Regions from separate parts of the Oryctolagus cuniculus genome. Here region 1 is linked to region 2. The links are chromatin contacts, called in public Micro-C maps. All regions are on one chromosome and are shown on one strand. Each heading gives the region's core, a stretch centred on a gene start, on an enhancer-like site or on the middle of the called end of the contact. The rest is flanking DNA. Distances are from core to core; before and after follow the strand shown.

Region 1 (2,700 bases), core at 12-2,511, 81 kb after region 2:
TGGAATGCCCCCCCCCCATCCCATGTCAGAGTGCTTGGGCTCAAGTCCTGGCTCCACTTGGATTTCAGCTTCCTGCTAATATGCTTTATGAGAGGCAGCAGATGCTAGCTCAATAAGTTGGTCCCTGACACCTGTGTGGGAGATCTGGCTTGAGTTCCAAGCACCTGGCTTTGGCCTGTCCCGACTGTAGCAGCTGCAGGCAATTAGGGAGTGAATCAGTAGATGGAACAGCTCGCTTTCACTCTTCTTTCAAATATATAAAACATTTAAAACTTTTTTTTAATTTGAACACTTTAAATGAATTTTATGATATGTGAATTATATTTCAGTAATACTATTACCAAAAGACATAAGGCTGATTATATGCTTCTATTATTTCATACCTCCCTTTTTTTTTAACTTAACAGAAGTTAAGCATGGCCTGAAATGTTGTTTCACTTAATTTAATTATTTTTAATATCCACACAATTTTAGTGAAAATTGAAGTACTATTCTACATACGTACCAACATACACACAGTTTTGTATGCAGTTATGTGTGTGTGTGTGTGTGTGTGCGTATAGAATGCCTTCTAGGTGCTAGATGTTAGTATTTATCAGTCCAACATTATTTGGTGATTAAGTTTCTATACACACTTTTTTTTCCTGGTATAAATCATGGTGGTAATGATTAGATTTAGCCTGATTAGTGCTGACTATTTGTGAAATAATCATGTCTGTAAACATCATGACAGATAGTGATTTACCATCTTGTAAATGCCTGAATTCTGCACACACAGAGGGGCTGATATGTGGGAGTCAGTCATTCTGCTGTTGATTTGTCTAGTACCACACCTCAGTCAGGTTTATTTGTGAGTTTGGGATTCAGGAGCATATCTTAAGTGTCAAGGGCTTATCCAACTGCTATGGTAACCGCATTGTGATTCTTGGGACAATGACAGACATGGAGTTACAACTTAAAAAATAAAAAGCCATGTTGATATTTCTAGGAGAAAGATAACGGAAGTGGATATAATTTTTAAGGCCTGTTGTGCTAGTGATTGAGCTTCTCTGTTAGCAATCTTGACATGGTAACTGTAGCCCCTGATTGGATCTTAGCGGTAGGTTCTTGTAAACCAGGAGAGAACTGAGTTTAAATAACTCCAGGCCGGTATGCTAGTCTTACCTGGGTCACTAGCAAATAAATGAATGTCTAAATTAATCTCTGAGAAAACTTGTGTTATAATTTGAGCGTAGGAAAAATATTGTCTAGGCCCTGGCTCCTGGATGTCCCCTGGATTCCTCATGTTTCCGCCAGATATTGAGTCTCATTTATACCCAGAGTAAATGGCTGACTAGAGGGTAAAGGCTAATCCATGTGAAGGGCAGACAAGGTACATCAGACCTCGAAGAATGCGGTCACAATTTATACAAAGTGAGGATCAGTCTGGCCTTGAGATCTCACCGGTAGATAGACTTATTGTGCAATCCCTGTCTTGTGTGACATTTAAATTTGGCTGAGTCGAGCCATATGGAAATCAGATGCAAAATTCTCAAGATGAAATCCAGAGTGGCTCCTGAATGTGGCTTAGAATTCAGTGGCCATTTGGGAGAACCTTGGCGGCGGAGCTGGCTTGCTTCCCAGTGGGTTCATTCGTTACTCCGAGTGATGGCAGTGTTTGGTTTTAATTTAGCTTTGTGTTGTTTTCTTTTCTGAGCGATGAAGCAACAGTAAGGGCAACTCTGATATTAACATGTTAATACATATTTTTATATTTGCGTATCTCCATCTATTTTAAGTAACTTGCTTGCTGTTGGAAACAGCTGGTTAAAACTCTGGGTTCTGCATTTGAAACATTCTTTGTTCTGTTTGCAACCATGCACTGATATATTTTCCCACATTTTCTTTTTGTTAAGTTCTCCAGTGATGTTTTTGTTGCCTATCCTGGGAAGATCTGTGTTTCCATTTATCAAAACAAATGGCAAGCTGGGGACCATTTAAAGTAGTTTTTTTAGTTAATAAAGCCAATCTCCTTGTTCTGTTATGTTAAAAGTACATTATCTTTTTATTGCCAGTTCTGTATGACTAGGCCTGTTTTCTGTCTTAGCAATCTCAGGGCTGCCCCCACTTGCTTACTGTGTAGAGAATTACAAAATCATTAAGGGTGGGGCAGCACCAGCTGACTTACAGTACAAACCATTTCTCAAAATAACCACAACAGTGCAATACTGATGTGTAATTTACGTCACAGTATGTTTTTATGAAATAGTTTGTGGCATTTTCACTTCTATTCCGGATGGAATCTTGTTCTCTCTCCCTTTTAATCAGGCATTTAATTTATTTTTATTAATAATATTTTCCACTCCTTGTCTTGGCATGCCTCCAATTTAACAGCTTTGATGAGAAGGGGAAAAAATACAAGAAATCCAACTGACCTGCCCCTACCCCAACCCTCCAGCATCAGTTTAAGTGCGAATGTATTTTCTCCTGTGCTATGTACTAATTTTGGGTACTAAGCTTACTGCTTTGAGAGAGACCTTGAAATATGGTTGGACTTGTTACCATTTTACACAAAGCTACAGTCACAAATTGATAAAGCTGATGTACAACTTCGGCATTTTAAACACTTTCAACCAATTCAAACTATTTAGTCATATGTACTGCTGCATTTTCCTTTTACAAATGTCTTTCTGTATAATGTCCTGTAATTAGAACAGGAAA
Region 2 (2,700 bases), core at 65-2,564:
TTGGAAAGATTGGTGCCAATATAATAAAATCCGAGGCAGGGGTGGGGGGTGTGGGGGGGAGGGAGTGTGTTGGGAGGAGTGGGAGGAGAGCGGCGAAGGGGGTGGGGGAACGTGGGGGAAGCGAGTACACCATTTTACATCAACACTGCGAAAATGCAATCTAGCCTGGCGGAGGACCGGCAGCTGGGTCGGAGCGAGCGAGGGCTTTGCAGTCTCTCTGCCTGTTCCTTGTTCTGTCGCTCTTAAGTTTCTCTGTGTTTGCATAATAGCCGTGCATGCAAACCTCGCAATGCTCCAGGGCTCCAGAACAATAAATATACACATTTAAAGCCTTTATTGTCTTACGGTTCATGCCCCCGGTTTTCAACAGCTTAATTTCTGGTTGTATTTAACTAGTTTGCAAATGGATTTTTTTTTTCAGTTTCAAACTATTATTGAGGAAGCTCCCCTCCCTTTTTTGGCGGGGGAGGGGTTGGGGGTGGGGTAGGAGTCGGTATATTATTCCTGTAGCGCTGGGTTATATAAACACATTATCATTTGAGAGCGCCCTTGGCGTCCATCAGCATTGTAAACACGTACTAGTGTATATACTTCAAAATTAAAGAATGCACACGCAGAACCGGGAGCCTGAATTCATATTCCGAGCAGACTCGCTGCTCGCATTTATTGATTTATCATGCATCGTTTATTGTTCCAGTCCCTAAATGCAGTCGCTGTCCGTTCAATATTGTTTGCAAAATCCTGAGATGTGTGTGCATTGCTCACTTGTCTTTCTGTTATTTTTTTTGGCTTAGTATTTTTTTTGCGAAGCGAACAAATGCATTAATATTTATATGTTTATATAATCGATAACCCACTTTCCCCTCCATGTAAATAGGCATCAAAAGATAATTTAACAGATTAGTTCTCGAAAACATGGCAGTGAGGAAGCGTAATTTAACTATCAAACAAATCTACATGTCTAATAACAGCAAATCTGCTAAGGAGCATTAGAAAGAGGAGCAGCGCCCCGGAATCTCTGCAGGAAATGTTCTTTATATTAGACATATACAAGCAGGTCCTGTCAGATACACCGCAGAGCTCGCCAGCCCTCCTCTCCTCCAAAAATCTCATCCGACGATCCACGCAGACAGGCGCTTTTGGAAAGAGGGAGATCTCATCTTCCAGCAGTTTTAGGGTGGAATTTATTTTTACAAATCTTCCTAGCCGCTTTTTGCCTTGATCCATCCGCTTCCCGCCGAGATCGGACTGAGCCTTCCTTCCGATTATGAATTTGATCACCTCATCTTTGGCAGGAAAGGCACATAGTTCTGACAGGAGCTGAAAATTGAGTCGTCAGAGAAATATTAGGACATATTTTCAATCATTTTGGTGCCGAAGGGGAGGCAAGAGCTCAGTTTTATATTGAGACATTACGCCGGCTGAAGGCAGAGAATGCTTTTCCCTGCCAGGACCTGATGCAATCCATTCAAGCCAACAAGTTTGGAGAGAATGTTGAGTTCAATCAATTCAGAACGTCGAGATGGAGCCCAACTCACTCCAGGTATTTCGCTCTCCTCCGCTCCTCCGATCCCGGCACCCCCCGGCACCCCCCGGCCCCCCAGCTCACCCACACCTCTGCACCCACCCACACCCCCCACAAACTTTTCACCAAACTTTTACCCTCTACATCCACCAAAATCATTTTTATTGTTTAAAAAAAAAAAAAAAGCCCTGCACCGATCATACATACATAATGTAATTTCACCGCCTCAGATGGGGAGGTGGGGAGGGGAGGTGGTGGGGGGGCCTCGGAGTTTGGTTTTTTTTTTTTTTTTTTTTTTTTTTTTTTTTAGGGAGGCAGAAAATTTGTGGGCTTTATTATGTTTCCACCCAGTATTCTATCTGTGGGTTCGTCTTATTAAGAGTGTGGATGTCTGTGTATAAATGTGTCTGGGGATAGATGTTTGTGCTCTGATGGCTACATTATTTATTTGGTGCTTTTTTTTTCCCCCTGCAGTGGGTCGGCTCACCGTGTGGCTTGCACGGACCTTACATTTTCTACAAGGCTTTTCAATTCCACCTTGAAGGCAAACCAAGAATTTTGTCCCTTGGCGACTTTTTCTTTGTAAGATGTACGCCAAAGGATCCGATTTGCATAGCGGAGCTCCAGCTGTTGTGGGAAGAGAGGACCAGCCGGCAACTTTTATCCAGCTCTAAACTTTATTTCCTCCCAGAAGACACTCCCCAGGGCAGAAATAGCGACCATGGCGAGGTGGTAAACCTATCTCTCCCTCTCTTCTTTCTTTATTATCCCCCCCCCCCAAGTAATGCTTATTACAGGGCAAGCTTGAAAATACTGTATTCACTTCTGCAGGCGAGCAGGATCGACTGTTTTTTTAAAGGGGTAGCGCCACTAGCTGGGGCTCGAGTATTTTGCCATTGTCAGAGTTTGGCTGTCAGCTTTACAAAGAGGATCCAACTGCTGATTTTAGTCAAGATCAAATAACTTGTTCGAGAAGGGTTTTGTTCAAGGGTGTGTGTGTGTGTGTGTGTGTGTGTGATCGTTCGCTCTCCGGCTACTGCCGCTGGAACATCACATGCTTTTTGTATTTCTTTTTTTTTTTTTCTTTTTCTTTTTGCCTTTTGAAAATTTTTTACCTTCGAGTCTGACTCGATCGGGGCCCGGTGGATTTCTTTCGGTGGGTTTCGATATTGTTC

What was found. A called contact is a pair of places that touch in the nucleus more often than the background predicts.
Region 1: a contact with region 2 is called in a Micro-C map of ear pinna, with 10 times the contacts expected there. The contact joins the enhancer-like site here to the promoter of ARID5B in region 2. A contact is called at or near these places in 2 of 6 Hi-C or Micro-C datasets (ear pinna and skin fibroblasts).

The regions. Positions count from the first base shown.
Region 1 is chr15:54,420,945-54,423,644 of mOryCun1.1, forward strand. The region is part of intron 3 of ARID5B (AT-rich interaction domain 5B); the gene reads left to right. Among named protein-coding and RNA genes, the nearest start is that of ARID5B, 81 kb to the left of the region's middle. Within about 2 kb of position 1,262, at least 2 of the 8 cell types and tissues checked have an H3K27ac peak or open chromatin away from gene starts, as enhancers often do. A contact at or near this core is called in ear pinna, where this site is marked.
Region 2 is chr15:54,339,803-54,342,502 of mOryCun1.1, forward strand. It overlaps ARID5B (AT-rich interaction domain 5B), which reads left to right and starts at 1,315. Exons shown (of 10, transcript XM_002718470.5): 1 at 1,315-1,543; 2 at 2,000-2,254. The coding sequence starts at 1,523. LOC138845367 (a long non-coding RNA gene) reads right to left here. Exons shown (of 2, transcript XR_011382411.1): 2 at 633-1,320.